Regions from separate parts of the Oryctolagus cuniculus genome. Here region 1 is linked to region 2. Evidence: chromatin contacts called from public Micro-C data. All regions are on one chromosome and are shown on one strand. Each heading gives the region's core, a stretch centred on a gene start, on an enhancer-like site or on the middle of the called end of the contact. The rest is flanking DNA. Distances are from core to core; before and after follow the strand shown.

Region 1 (6,841 bases), core at 4,300-6,799, 460 kb after region 2:
GAAAAAAAAAGGTGGATGGAGCTCTGGGGGATGCCTAACTGTAGAGGAAGAAGAGAGGAGATTTGGTCTTTGGGGAACAAAGAACCAGAGCTGGAGCAGGAGAGAGCGAGTCCCTTGACCAAGCTAATCTCAGACAAAAGTGTGCATCCTAATTGCCCTGAGGGAGATGTTTCCAAAATGCGGTCCCGAGTAGCCCTGTCTCTGTACCTATAGCCTTTCTGATTCCGGTGCGGCAGGCGTGGGGTGCGCCCCACAAACCTGCATCACAAAAAAAGAGATTTGGATGCAGCTCTGCACTGCGAACCACTGCCCTAAAGCAGGGAGAGGAAGCCGCCAGGGATGCCTTGCCAGGAGACAATGGGAGATCCGCGGGGTCGGGTCAGGGTCAGCGGCTGCAGTTCAGCGTCTCCGCTGGTGCCGGAAACACCCGCCCGGAGCCCACTGAAGGCCGCCGACAGGCAAAGAGGTGTGTGGGTGGTGTGACAGTAGGCACGCTCTTCAGGGTAGGTCTCAGCACGTGGGATTTGCCCCAGGCGCTCAGTCTCCAGAGAGTCCCAGGACCCAGGCCCTGTTCTAAGGCAGCAGCGGGGAGGCACAGCGGCTCGCTGCAGGAGGAACACGGGCCGCGGATTGGGGTGCAGCTGCCCCCTCCCCCACAACATGGAAGTTGTGCGCCCAGGATTGCAGAGCACAGAAATCGCGCCCTCTCCGGGAGGGCGGAGAAAACGAGGTGGCCGCCACCCTAGCACCTCCCTCCAGGCGCCCGGGCCTCAGCGCTGCCTCCACTGCCCTTCCGGGACTGCGGACCCCCTCCGGGGAGGCCCCACGTATTCTGCGCGCGGGGTGGAGCCCCCGAGCACGAGGGGCGGCTCACGTGTCCTCCCCTCCCCCGCCCGCTCCTGCAGGCGACATCTGCGGCCGCAGCGCAGCCGGCGAGACGCTTGTCCTACAGCGCCTCCTCCTGGACGAGGCGCCGGACAGCAGAGCAGGAAGACTCCGCCAGCCCCGGAAACCGAGGCAGGGGGCTTCCTCCGGCGGGCGCAGCTGTCCAGGCCCCAGAAGCAAGCCGCGCAGTGTCCCCGGGGGTGGCTGGAAGGAGTCGAGGGGGCCCCGAGGCCGCCTCTCACCGCCACCCCACTCCAACCCCCAGCGCAGAAGCAAGTTCGTGGCCCTTAAACGCGCATCCCTCATTAAGCAGGCGAGCCCAGGCGGAAAATCCCTCCAGTTTGTCGTTTATTTATTTATTTGCCTGCTCTCCGCTGAGCCGCCGGCCCCCACATAGCCCTAGAACGTGCTGCGCCGGCGTAACAAGATCCGGGAATGGCGGGGCAGAAAGATCGGCCTGAAGTTTGGCGGTTTGAACAGGCGCCAGAAGGGAGGGCCTTTTCCCAAAACAGACACGCCAGGGTGAAAAATCCCATTCACACCCCCCCCCCCCCGGGTGACACACACAGTAACACCTGCAGGGAATTCTCTTTCCTCTAGCCACTGGCTGGTATTTGCAGCATACTGCTAACGCACGGATTTAAATCGGGGGAGGCGGTAAATCGTGAGGATTTGGAAATCAGGTGGTCAAGGGCAGAGCTGCCGGGCTATATTCAGAGGGAAGGCTGAACTGAAAGCAAGCCCAGGCGCGAATCCTGCCGGACACGTCGGGTTCCAGCTTCCAGCTCCGAGGCCACGCGCCCCCGCCCCCTGCCCGTGCTGCGGGAGGAATCCCGGGGTCGGGCCACTTTACTGCACATGCGCCAGGCACCCGGCGAGCGTGCGTGGCCGGCGCGCGGGGGCACCGAGCCGTGCCCGCGGCGTGCGCAGCGCCGTGCGGGGCGCGGCGGCGCGCACTGCTCCCGCGCCTAGCTGCAGAGGAGCCTGGAAGCCCCACGTCAAAGAGACAGGAAATGCGCTTTTCTGTCCCAGGAAAACCTGAATTAAAAACTTGGCCCGTCCTTTCCGATTTGCAAAGCCCTGTTCAGTGGTGCCAGTGGTCGCTTCTCGAGGTTGTCGTCTGGATCACACCCTGCCCACTCGGGGCACCGCTTCCCTGATTTCGTCTATCCAGTCGGGGCCAGCCACCCTACCACGTCCAGGGAGCCCAGCTTCTCCCTCACCCTGCAAAGCCTTCACGACCAACGAACTAGTCCCCAGAAAGTGGGCATCTATTCATAGCGTGGCCCTAAATTGGGTTTGAATGAGAATTCCCAGCGGCCTCTCCGCAGCTTCCGGCGCCCCTGCACACCCTGCCCGGCGGCCGCCGCCGCACTGCGGCGAGGCCGTAAATACCTCTAACAGCTGCCTGCCAGCCCAGGGTGAAATACTGTCTTTGTTCCGATTTCCCTGTGTCTCGAGCTCTGAGAACGGAACTCTGCCGAAATACGTTGACTTGGAGGAACACGCGAGGGGCAGCGTGCTCGGCGGCCTGCCCCGGTGCGTGGCCGTGTGTGTGGCGGCGCCGCAAGCCCGGGTCGCAAGCCCAGCAGCCAGCCTGGCCCGGCGTCCCCGAGGCCTGGACGTGCCACCGGCTCCCTCGTGCAGAAACAGACCGAGGTTCGGGCCCACGGCGCTGGGAGTTGCGCTTCCGGGCTGCTGAGCTCGCGGAGCTGCAGTGCTTTCCATTTTGTTTCATTTTGTTGTGTTAAGAGACAATGGAGGCTTTTCCGGCCTCAGCCACAGCGTTCCCAGTCCCCTCTTGGACTGCATGGCCCGGGTTCAAATGCAGTCTGCAGATTATTTATTCCCTGAGATGCAACCGGCCGTTTCTTTACAACAAGCTCTTCATGCGACCAAGGGGGCTTACAAAGAGCCCCTCAGTCCTCCGTGTCTGCCCAGGACACCACCCTCTGCTGCGTCATCGGACCTGCGGCTCGCCCACGTCTTTAGTCGCCCGGGGGCGCTGGGCCACCAGACCTAGGGACAAGCGACCTAGGCTCTGAACACAGGGTTTGTCCATCGGCGCCCCAACTCCACCCCGTCCCCACCCCACCCCACCCCTGCCGATGCAGGGGCTGCTCTGGCGGGGCCTAGGAACCCTGATCCGGGAGCCTGCTGCTCAGTACGCAATGCGTTTTAACGACAACGAAGACTGGTTTTAGCAACCGTGGTACCCGAGGTGGGGAAATAGTGACAAAATACAGACGTTCCAATTAAAAAAAAAAAAAAGTCATCTATGAGTTTCTTATGAATGATCAGTTCCTGATCCAGGAGAACCTCGCGCACATCAACTGGCCACAAATTGTGGTCCTCCATTTTGAAAAGGGCGTGATTGCATCTCTAATAACTAAAAATGATCAAGATGTCATTTATTGTTCAGAAACACTGTCACAGCGGACTATTCGGGGCCCAATACGTTCGGATTCGCCGCTGGGTGCTTTGGGCCGACACCCGCCACGGCGCAGGCCTGCCCTGTGCGCAATGCGGCAGATTGTGCAAGGGTTTCACGACTTCACCGCGCGATCACGAGGGAATGGGCCACAGGATTTTCGACCTGCACCGTCAGGTGCCACTCAAAACCGGCGTGACGAAACTGCAATTTGTGGCTTTTTTATTTTCTACGAAGGGTTTTTTTTTTTTTTCCTTTACGCATGTTTTGGTTCAGTAGCTTTGAAGTAAAGGGTAAAAATGTTGCTGTATAATATTTATTGATAGGCAAAGAAAACAATACATTTACAAAGAGAAAAGACTTTTTCTTTTCCTGCTCTGGTAAATGAAAAACACACGCGATGTTTGAACTCAGAAATGCTTTGCATTTCTGAAATGTCTATTGGGTTTTCCCCCCAAACCTACACCAGATTCTCTGATACTATTATCACCCTCCCCCCACCCCCGCATTCATTTTGTGACATAAAATCATTCAAATTCACCTGACGGATTAACGTATGTGGAAGGAATCAATCCAGACTGGTTACAGAAATTCTGTGAGAACTAGAGAAACCTTTAAGAATATTTCAGATTGCATCTTACGCAAGGCCCAATCAACCATAAACCCTAGAAATTAGCCGGCATCATTCACCAAAACCTACATTTAAAAATCAGGCACACCCGGAATACCAGAACCCACCCCACCCCCACCCAAGCCCCAATCCTTTAAAAAAAAAATCACACACAAAAACACCTGTTAGCCTCTCTGGTACCTCTGACCACAGACAAACCGCAAAGCCACTGTTGTGTACTAGAGGGTGCCTTTTGCGACCCGCCAGCGAGGCTGAGGTGGACAGAAACCGTCGTCACGCCCTTCTTCCCGGGGGGCCGCGAGTGCTCTCCACCCAGCCCGCGACACGCTTCTCTGGAGAAAATGGGGCTTCTCCCCTCGACTTCTGAGCGCTGCCCGACCCCACCCGGAGCCCCAGGGGACGTCCTGGGGCTGGAGGGACCAGGGGACAGGGGACCAGCGACCCCCAGGTTCCGGGGGACGGCAGAGAGGGCCCGCCCGGCTCCCGAGCTGCACCCGGCGGTCGGCGCCCTGGGCTTCCCGCTGGCAGTGCTGGGGCGCGGAGAGTGGGCGACTCTTACCCGGAGGCTGCCGAGCTGCAGGCGGCGGTCGGCCCGGGCGGCTGCTGTAATCCATTAGGCGCTGCCGGCCTTGGCGCACTCCCGGCGGCAGCGAGCAGCTCATGCTGGAGAGGGAACCGCGTCGGAGGCGCGGGGCCGCAGTCACCCGTAGCCGGCCGGCTGCTCCCGGCAGGCGGTGTCAGCGCCGGCGGGGGGCTCGGCGCCTGGGGCTTCTTCCGGGCTCCCCCGCCGGGCTCTCCGCCGGCTCCGGAGGCAGCCGCGGGGAGGTCAGGCTGGGCGCCGGGCGGGAGCCGAGGCCGCTGCGGACCCCGCAATCCCGCAGCCGGCGACTGGAGCCCACCTCTGCAGAGACAAAGGTTAGAAAAAGAGGGGGTGAGGCTCTGGGAAAGCAGAATGCGGGGGAAAATTCGCCTGGGAAATCAGGAAAAAGGCCGTGAAGGAGAGCGGCGCCTGCACATGACCAGCCGCAGCCAATGACGACCGCAAATAGGTCATAAAAAGGTCTATTACCAAGTTGTAAATTTTCTTCAAACAAAAAGGAATTTACTGCAATTCCTTGCGGATTTTGCACATACAGCTCGCAAGCGCCATGTTTTTCCTCTCTATCTCTCCCTCTCTTCTCTCTTCTCCTTCCTCTCTCGCTCCCTCCCTTCTTTCCTTTTCTCTCTTTCTCTGTCCCTCTCCTTTCCCTCAGTTAGCTCCCTAGTGTTCGTTTTCCTGTCTCTTCCTCTCCTCTTTTCCAGGAATTATTTGGTGTTTTTTTTTTTTTTGGTGGGGGGGATTTGCTGGGCTCCACGTCTCTGCGCAGCGAGCCACTGCGTGGGAGGGAAGCATGAGCTCCATGCGGCTCCGGCGCTGCGCCCGCGATCCCCGAGGACACCCCCGCCCCCCACCTCTAGCCTTTCTGGGGCGCGTGGCCTCTCCTGCTCCCCGCCCCCCCCCCCCCCCCCCCGCGGAAGGGCCGCCAAGCACTTTCGGTTTTTGCCCCCTTGCTTCTCCCATCAAGCCAACACCAGTGGTCTTGCGCAGAAAACCTGGGCTCTGCAGGCCAAGAAAGCGCCCCCTCCCTCTGTTCCGACATAAACTGGGGTCCCTCCCATTTCCTGGGGTGGTAGGAGGGTCGACGACCCGCTCCAAGGCCGGAAATGGCTTCAGGTGCTTGTCAACCTATCTGTCCACAATACCCTCAGAGCGCAGGCTGCCGGGTGCTTGTCCCCACGGAGGCATCCTCCCTCCCGTACAGGCTCAGCTTAGGGGGGAAGCAACCTTTCTGAAACCCCTCACTTTAGGTTCCCTCTGAGAACAGTTCTTATTCTTATGGAATTTAATTCTAGTTACCCCCTTTTCCTCCCCTCCCCCAAATGACTGTCCGTGGAGAAGCCTGCGCACTGCAGCACTGAAGAAGGGCTGCATTTGTCCAGGAAAGGTGTGGCTCTCCAAAATCAGCCCAGAAAAAAATGTCTGATTCTTTTTCCTCAAAGGCAGGCATCACATCCCCTTTGTGTTTTTCATAGGAACTGCTCCGGTGAGCTCCCCTGTCCCTGAAATGAAATTGGCTGGCCCCCAGCAGTGCCTTTGTGGAACAGGGCTGTGCAGGCTTCTGCACCTGTGTCAGAGATAAACCCCGCCCCCGCCCCACCCAGTCCTTTCCGAGGTAGCCTTTTTAGATTGCTGGTCTATATGTTTATAAAGCTTCGCAGTGAGTGCCTGTGCCTAAGTTCTCTGCTATGGACATCTTCCCAGTCAGTAAATACCTGGGTGGTGGTAGACTTCAGCACCCTCTGGGGCAGGCCATTTGTATCCTATGACCTGAGATGATTTTTGATTAGACTTCTGTTGTCATCTGTCAGCAAAAGTCATCCTCTTTCCAGAAAAGCCAGTGGGCCCTAACCTTGCTGCAGGGAGCCACACAGCAGCCGGGGTCTATTAAAATGTCCTCACTCCTCCTTTGTACCCCTCTAGATGCCCAAGGCGTCAGCAGGCGCCAGGAAGCAGAGGACACAGCTGGGGTGTGAAATAGCAATACCTGCATTGATGAATAAAACGGCATTTTTTAAATTACATAAGCGAATGAGGCAAGTTGTTGGGCCCTCCCAAGTCCAGAACACTTTACACTGCTCTATACATAAGGAACTGAGTAAAGCGATTGCTCAATTCTAGGTCTTTTTGAGAAATAATTTCAATCATCATTTTGGCTCATTATCTTCTCCCCTTTTACCCACACAAAAGCTTTATGGCTCTCCTTTTCAGCTTGGGAATGAGGACTGGGCAGACTCAGCACTGAAAGAGCAGCCATATTTGCACACTTGTCCCCCTGTGCGGAGGTAGACAACAT
Region 2 (6,797 bases), core at 2,450-4,949:
ACACACTGGCTCCCTCTCAGCCTGCCTGGGCTCTCCTGGGTTTACTCCCAGTTGTACTTTTCTTAGCTGCCTTGAGCAAATCACTCTCTCACTTCTCCCTTGAATGGGCTCTGGTTGGCCACGGCCCCACTCAGCCAACCCCATCCCCTTCAGTAGGAAACCATGCTTTGCTTACCCAGCGGCCACGGGGAAGAGACAGCATGGTCCCGCCTCATTCACTGGCTCCTGATGGAGGGACATGATCTGACTCTACCCTCCACAGCACCCTGGGATGTCCTGGGGGACTGGCAGACTGGCTGACAGGGGCAGAGCCAGCAGCCCCTTCCAAAGTCTGTCTTCCTTGCCATTACAGACCCTTCCTGTCGGTGTAGACAGAGCTGCCATTGAGTGAAGCAAGGAAGGAGGTGATGCTGTTGTGCCCACCAACACCCGCTCTGTTTCTTATACCCACCGCCAGCCTCATCTACCTGTCACCGAGGGCTTTTGTTTCTCAGTACAATCTGCTCTTCTCTGATGTCAGGCACTTACACAGAAGTCCAATATTAAGTCAGGTCTTACCTCTCTGGGGAACTTTTTTTTTTTTTAATATTAGGGAGTTAAGGAAGCGAATGGGTGACCTGGGGGAAGAAGCATTGAGAGGTTCTCTGCACACCAGGAATCACCAGGTTGCCTTTGTAGAATGCTGGTCCTGGCTGGGACATTAAGCAGGAGCAGGAGCACATCAAGAAGACTAAACAATCCTGGGCTCCTGGCTAGGCTCCCACGTGGTGAGGGGTGGATAAGCAGGTCTGACTTCCAGAAAGTTCTAGCTGGAGCTAATCATTCAGGACTGTAGTTACGGTTCCCTGCCAGCCAAACTTCCATTTCAATGTTTTATATTTTTATTTCATGTGCTATAAGATGTCATCAGTATTATTTGATTTTTGTAATATGAGAAAGAGGAAAAGGAAGTGAGCCAGAGCTCTACTAATACATTTTCCCTTCTTAACACTGATGGGTCAGTCACTGGTAAGACCTCAGAGCCCAGCATCTACTGGGTTTGAGGACAGGTGGCTGATGGGAGTGAGTGAAGGCACCATGGGCTGGCTTCCCGCCCAGAGAGAGAACTACATGGCCATGCTGGGTGCACAGCAGGCAGGCAAACCGGCCGCTATGAGAAAGGGCACTGCTGAGCTAGGGAATGCTCACTTCCCCCTTGAGCTGCAAAAATCATTTGTTAACTAAGGTATAAACCTTTTTGGAGTCCTTGGTCACATCTACCAGGGCTGTGCACAGAAGAAACTCGCGGGGAATCAGCATTTCAGCAGCACCTCTCGGCCAGCTGCTAGCACACAGATTGCAGGGTAGCAGGAGGCACAGACGGGTTCACCCTGGCCTTTCCTGTGTCCAGTTCTAGGGACTGTCTCAGGAAGACGCCTTCTCGGTGTGGAAATAAAGTTGCGCATTAGATAACGGGGATGCAGCAGTGTCTTTTCCTTTTAGATTCATCACATCATCTCTCCACAGAGGCCTTTCTGGACCACTCTCCATAAAACTGCACCCTCTCCCCAACACACACGCTCTTCCCATGCTTACTTTTCTCATATGTTGCCTTCTAATGAAGTAACTGCGTCTCTTTTTCATTTTGCCTTTTCCCATGTCCTCCAATCACCCCCTGGAATGTAAAACTGTGAAGGCAGGAGTTCTTACATGTTTGTTTACATGTTACATGTTTCTTACATGTTCTTACATGCTTGTACCCTGTTATTCTGGAAATATCTAGTACAGCACCTAGCGCAAAGTATGTGCTCAATTAGTCTACACTGATGGCCTGAATTAAAATCTTAGTCCTCTGAAAATGCCATTTCCCTTTCTTAAAATAGGGAGTCCTTTTTTTTCTACCTTCACACAGTTAAATTTCATGTTTTGAGAGATATATTATGTCCAAACGCATGGTACTGCCAATCTTAATACTTAAAAGTAAGTGCTAAGTTTTGGTGGCTAGAAATATTATTTCAGTCATTGGAGGTTATTTTTTTGTTTGTATGTATAATCAATCAATCACATATCTAAGGTCTTCTTTCATGTGTGTATATGAGTGTATTATATTAGTGTGGTAATCCTACTTGCCATTGATTATGAAGAGGTTTCCTGTGTTTTCAAATTTATCTAATAAATTTTCTGAAAGGTAGCTAAGAAAACTTCTTGTATAAGGAGCAACTAGAGAAAGAGAAATGCTAGTCAAACCGGTCAAATGATTTCCCAAGACCACACAGCTGGAATGGGACACATTTGAATCATGAATTTGGCGTCACGTTTCCATACCAGGGAGATTTCTGCTCACCTTAACTGTTGCATGACGATGATAGTCCATGCATTAGAAGGTCTTGAAGGAAGGCTCTATCCGGGGACTCGGCTGTACCTGACCAGTGCACTTGGTGAGAACCTCCCTAGCTGAGTATCCAATTATATTTACTGAATAGAGTCTGTACCAAATTTGAAACAGGGATTAGAGCAAGTCCTTGCTGTCCTTTTGAATGAACACAGTTGCCAAAAACAAATGCAAGTAAATAGTACCCACTACAGGAGCTTGAGACAGATTGTGCAAATAGTGGATTTGTAGCACAACTCATTTTTAAATGTTATATTTCCAAATATGCATTTTAGGTGTTGAAACCTAACATGTCTCAGACATGTCCAAGATTTGGAATTACAGTAAAATCAAGTTGGTCATTATCTAAGGAAAGCAAACTAAGCATGTGTCCATAGAAATGATAAAGAAAACACATTTAAAAGCTTCAATAGGGTCTTAGAAATACATATAACTGCTTCCTCCAAACATTAACATATTTTAGTCATGAATTAAGGAGAATCTATCTTTCTGTGCTTTCACTGCAAGAGGAGATGGGGCTCAGTCTTTGCTTGCTTTTAGAGGAAATGCTATTTTCTGTGAAAAATTAGTCTAATTTATATTTGACCACTAGGTGTCACTGTTGGAGGGTGGCCTGGGCCATAAGGAGGGGGAGGGGAAATGGAAAGGCGCTCCTGTATGTTTTTTTTTTAGTGGCTTTTCTTTCTTTCTTTTTTTCTTTTTTTTTTTTAAACATAGAATTTCTGCATTGCTGCCATCCCCCAGCCGCCTCTGGATTCAGAGGGCTGGCGTGGAAGGGGACTGGAGGAGTAGGAAGATCCCGCATTTAGAAATGGGCAGTTGGCTTAACCATGAGCCTCAACATCCCCCAAAAAGGGCTGTGAAAGCCAAGTCCATTTTAATAACTCCCCCAGCCCCCAGCAGGAAAGCGGAACGCGGCAACGGCTTCACGTTCGGAGAGCGAAGCCGTCCCTGGCCTTGCCGGCCTGGTGCTGAAGAAATTAGATGAATCATTTAGAGGAGCGGGGCGAGCGAGGGGTCAGCGCGGGTGCGGGGGACCGCAGTAGGAGCACGCCGGGAACGTCCCCCGCGGGCCCGGGAGTGGCGGCGGGAGGTTCAATGGGACTTTTCTTCAACCCCTATACCTGAAGTTCCATCGAATTCCGGGCTCAGCTATTGGAAGACCAGACAATGAAAAAGATTTTCTGGTGTGGTGCCCATCGCGAGATGGGTGGTGCCCACCTGGTGTCTGGAGCGGACCGTGCGGCCCTGGGTGAGAGCCACCCAGGGTGGCTCCGGGGACCGAGCCGGGCCGGGGGCCTGCGGCGGGGCTGCGCTGCTCCGCGGTGCCGCGCGCCCCGTGCTATTGCAAGCAGGCGTCTCTAGCTGGAGCTCTTAGCCTTTCGCTTTGCTGAGGAGGACAACCTGGGAGAAATCCAAGGAGTTGGAGGAGAACGCCCCCCGGCCAGGCGTAGGAACCCCTAACGAGGGTCTGGAGAACTTGTAGAAACAGGGGTTAACCCCATGGCCCCCAACATTTCACACAGGAACACATGTCCTTGCTCGTGTCTGGTCTAAACGGTTGCCTCCGGTGATGCCTTCTGGCCTCTGCTTGGGACTCTCACAGAGGCAGGACTAGTGGTTTATTCCTGACTAGTTCACGGGAGATCAGTTAGTGGGATAATAGGTAAAGAAAGCGACTAGCATGGTGCGCCAGGTATTAGTCTAGTGTTTTCCACGTGTTAACTCGCTCAGCCCTCAAACAACCCCACGAAGCAGGGACAGTTATTATTCCCAATATGGATGAGGAAACCAAGGCAGACAGGCCAAGTAGCTTGCCCAAGGACACGGGCCTGTGAATGGGTGCCCCGATGGCCACTCAGACACAAAATCAGAAGCCAACCTGAGCGCTCGGTATTTGGTCACACAGCCTGTCCTCGTTCGACCTTCTGCCATCCTGTGACTGCTGGAATGTCCGCCAAATTCAGAAAGTGACTCCTGAGATCCACAACTCCTTGCCCTATGGGATTCCTTGTGTGCCTCACCCTGGCAAACAGCTATGCAGCGACAGAGGCAGAGAATACGGGAGTGAGAGGTGCCAGCCCTTGATGGGCCTTTTGTAGTTGTGACAGCTCCAGCCACTCCCTGGGACAAGCCCTGGAGATGTCTCTCTGGACCAATGCTTGTGCATATTCCTCGTAAGCTTTGGTAAGAATCAACTAGCTATGTGAGACTACATGTCATGCCTACATGTAATTAATTTTCAGAAAGTATAAGTAAGAGTGTTCTACAGGAAGACACATATTTTTTAAAAAACATATTTTCCAAGAGGTTTTTATTGCCCGCACTAATACACACACTACTAGTTTGCCAAAGTAAGTCCAAGCCAGGGACTGTAACTGTACTCAAAATAGCTGAAGCTATACAAAGTGTCTTTTGGTGAGTGACTCAGAGAAACACACACACACACACACACACACACCTGCTGCCTAATAACCCTGGTAGCTGTGTTGACTCTAATGGGTAGTTTTCTGGTCCAACAATGGTATTGTGATTCTGTCATTGAGAGATCTAAGAGGTCAGTCTTGTTAGCTGGAACGAAACCACAATTAGTATATAACTCAAAACCAAAACACAAGCATCAACAACAAAAAATAGAAGTAGTCCCAGAAAATAAACCCAGAGGAAAGGTTCACTCTGTGGGGGGAACCATGAGCATCTGGGCACAGTCAAAAGCCTTTGTGGAGTTCTTATTGCATTCCTTTCAAAATAGACACTAAACATGAACAATTGCATGATCTGTCAGATTTCTCATTCCTGTTGTACTTCCAACGAGCCAAGGTTGTTTATTTCATTGCCAATGATTTGCTTACTATGTTAGTTATGGTTCTCCAGGGGAACAGAACCAATAAGGTGTGTGTGTGAGAGAGAGATGGGAATTGGCTCATAAGATCAAGCAGAGGTGGAACCAGATAGGAACAGAACCAGTATGATGGATCTACGCGTCGATAGCATACACACATATGGATGTGCACACACACACACACACACACACAAATGGGACTTGGCTCATGTGACCATGGAGGCCCAGAAGACCCACATATGCAGTCTGCAAGCTGGAAAACAGGGAGAGCCAGTGGTGTGTGTGATCCTGGGGCCTGGTAGAGGGGCCTTGATGTAAGTCCTAAAGTTCCCATATCAGGAGCTCCAATGTACAAAGGCAAGAGAAAAAGAGAAAGAGACTATTCTCTCTTTCTCAACCTTTTCTATTTCTGTGGATTGCATGATGGCGACTCACGTGGGTGCAGGTAGGCCTTCTTTACTCAATGCACTAATGAAGTGTGAATCCCTGCCAGAAATACCCCCACAGACATGCTCAGAAGTGTTTTACCACGGGGCAAGGGTTGGGCACAGTCATCACTGCAGATGTCTGGATCCCATATCAGAGTGACTGGGTTCAAGTCCTGCCTCCACTTTCCGTTCTAGCTTCTTGCTCATGCACACCCTGGGATGCAGCAGGTGATGGCTCGAGTAGTTGGGTCCCTGCCATGTATATGGGAGACCCACATTGTATTCCTAGCTCCAAGCTTTGGTTTGGCTCAGCTCTGGCTTTTGTGGGAATTTGGGGAATAAACCAACAGATAAGTTTCTTTCTGTCTCTATGTCTCTGCCCCGCCCCTCTCTGCCTTTCAAGTGAATGAAAATAAATAGTTTTAAAAATACATATATTCTTAGGGCCAGCATTGTGGCACAGTGGGTTAAACTGTCACTTGCGACCCTAACATCCCTATCAGAGTGCTGGTTTAAGTCCCAGCTACTCCGCTTCTGTTCCAGTTTCCTGTTAATGGGCCTGGGAAGGCAGCAGAAGATGTCCTAAGTACTTGAGCCCCCATCACCCATGTGGGAGACCAAGATGGAGTTCCTGGCCCATGGCTCCTAGCTTTGGCCTGGCTCAGACCTGACTGTTGTAGCCATTTGGAGTGTGAACCAGAGGACAGAGGATCTCTCCCCCTGCCCCAGATGCTCTTCCTTTCAAATGCACACACACCCGTATACATACACATATATGTACTTTTTTAAAAAAAATGAATAAATGTTTTACCAGGTATCTGGGAATTCCATTCAAGTTGACATATAAAATTAATATCACATCGAGGGGGTCAATTATACAACCAAAATTAAGTGAACTTTAGAATTAAACATCCTCAAGAAACTTAACTTTCAACCCCCACTCTCTTAAATTTTTTTTTTTTTTTTTGCCAGGCAGAGTTGGACAGTGAGAGAGAGAGAGACAGAGAGAAAGGTCTTCCTTCCGTTGGTTCGCCCCCCAAATGGCCGCCATGGCCAGAGCTACATCGATCTGAAGCCAGGAGCCAGGTGCTTATCCTGGTCTCCCATGGGGTGCAGGACCCAAGCACTTGGGCCATCCTCCACTGCCCTCCTGGGC

Evidence for each region. Hi-C and Micro-C count contacts between places; a contact is called where the count stands out from the background.
Region 1: a contact with region 2 is called in a Micro-C map of ear pinna, with 13 times the contacts expected there. The contact joins the promoter of HOXD4 here to the enhancer-like site in region 2. A contact is called at or near these places in 5 of 6 Hi-C or Micro-C datasets (ear pinna, liver, psoas muscle and 2 more).

What each region holds. Positions count from the first base shown.
Region 1 is chr3:65,090,223-65,097,063 of mOryCun1.1, forward strand. It overlaps HOXD4 (homeobox D4), which reads right to left and starts at 5,550. Exons shown (of 5, transcript XR_011387580.1): 1 at 4,507-5,550.
Region 2 is chr3:64,630,077-64,636,873 of mOryCun1.1, forward strand. No RefSeq gene overlaps it. Among named protein-coding and RNA genes, the nearest start is that of MTX2, 330 kb to the right of the region's middle. Within about 2 kb of position 3,700, at least 4 of the 8 cell types and tissues checked have an H3K27ac peak or open chromatin away from gene starts, as enhancers often do. A contact at or near this core is called in ear pinna, where this site is marked.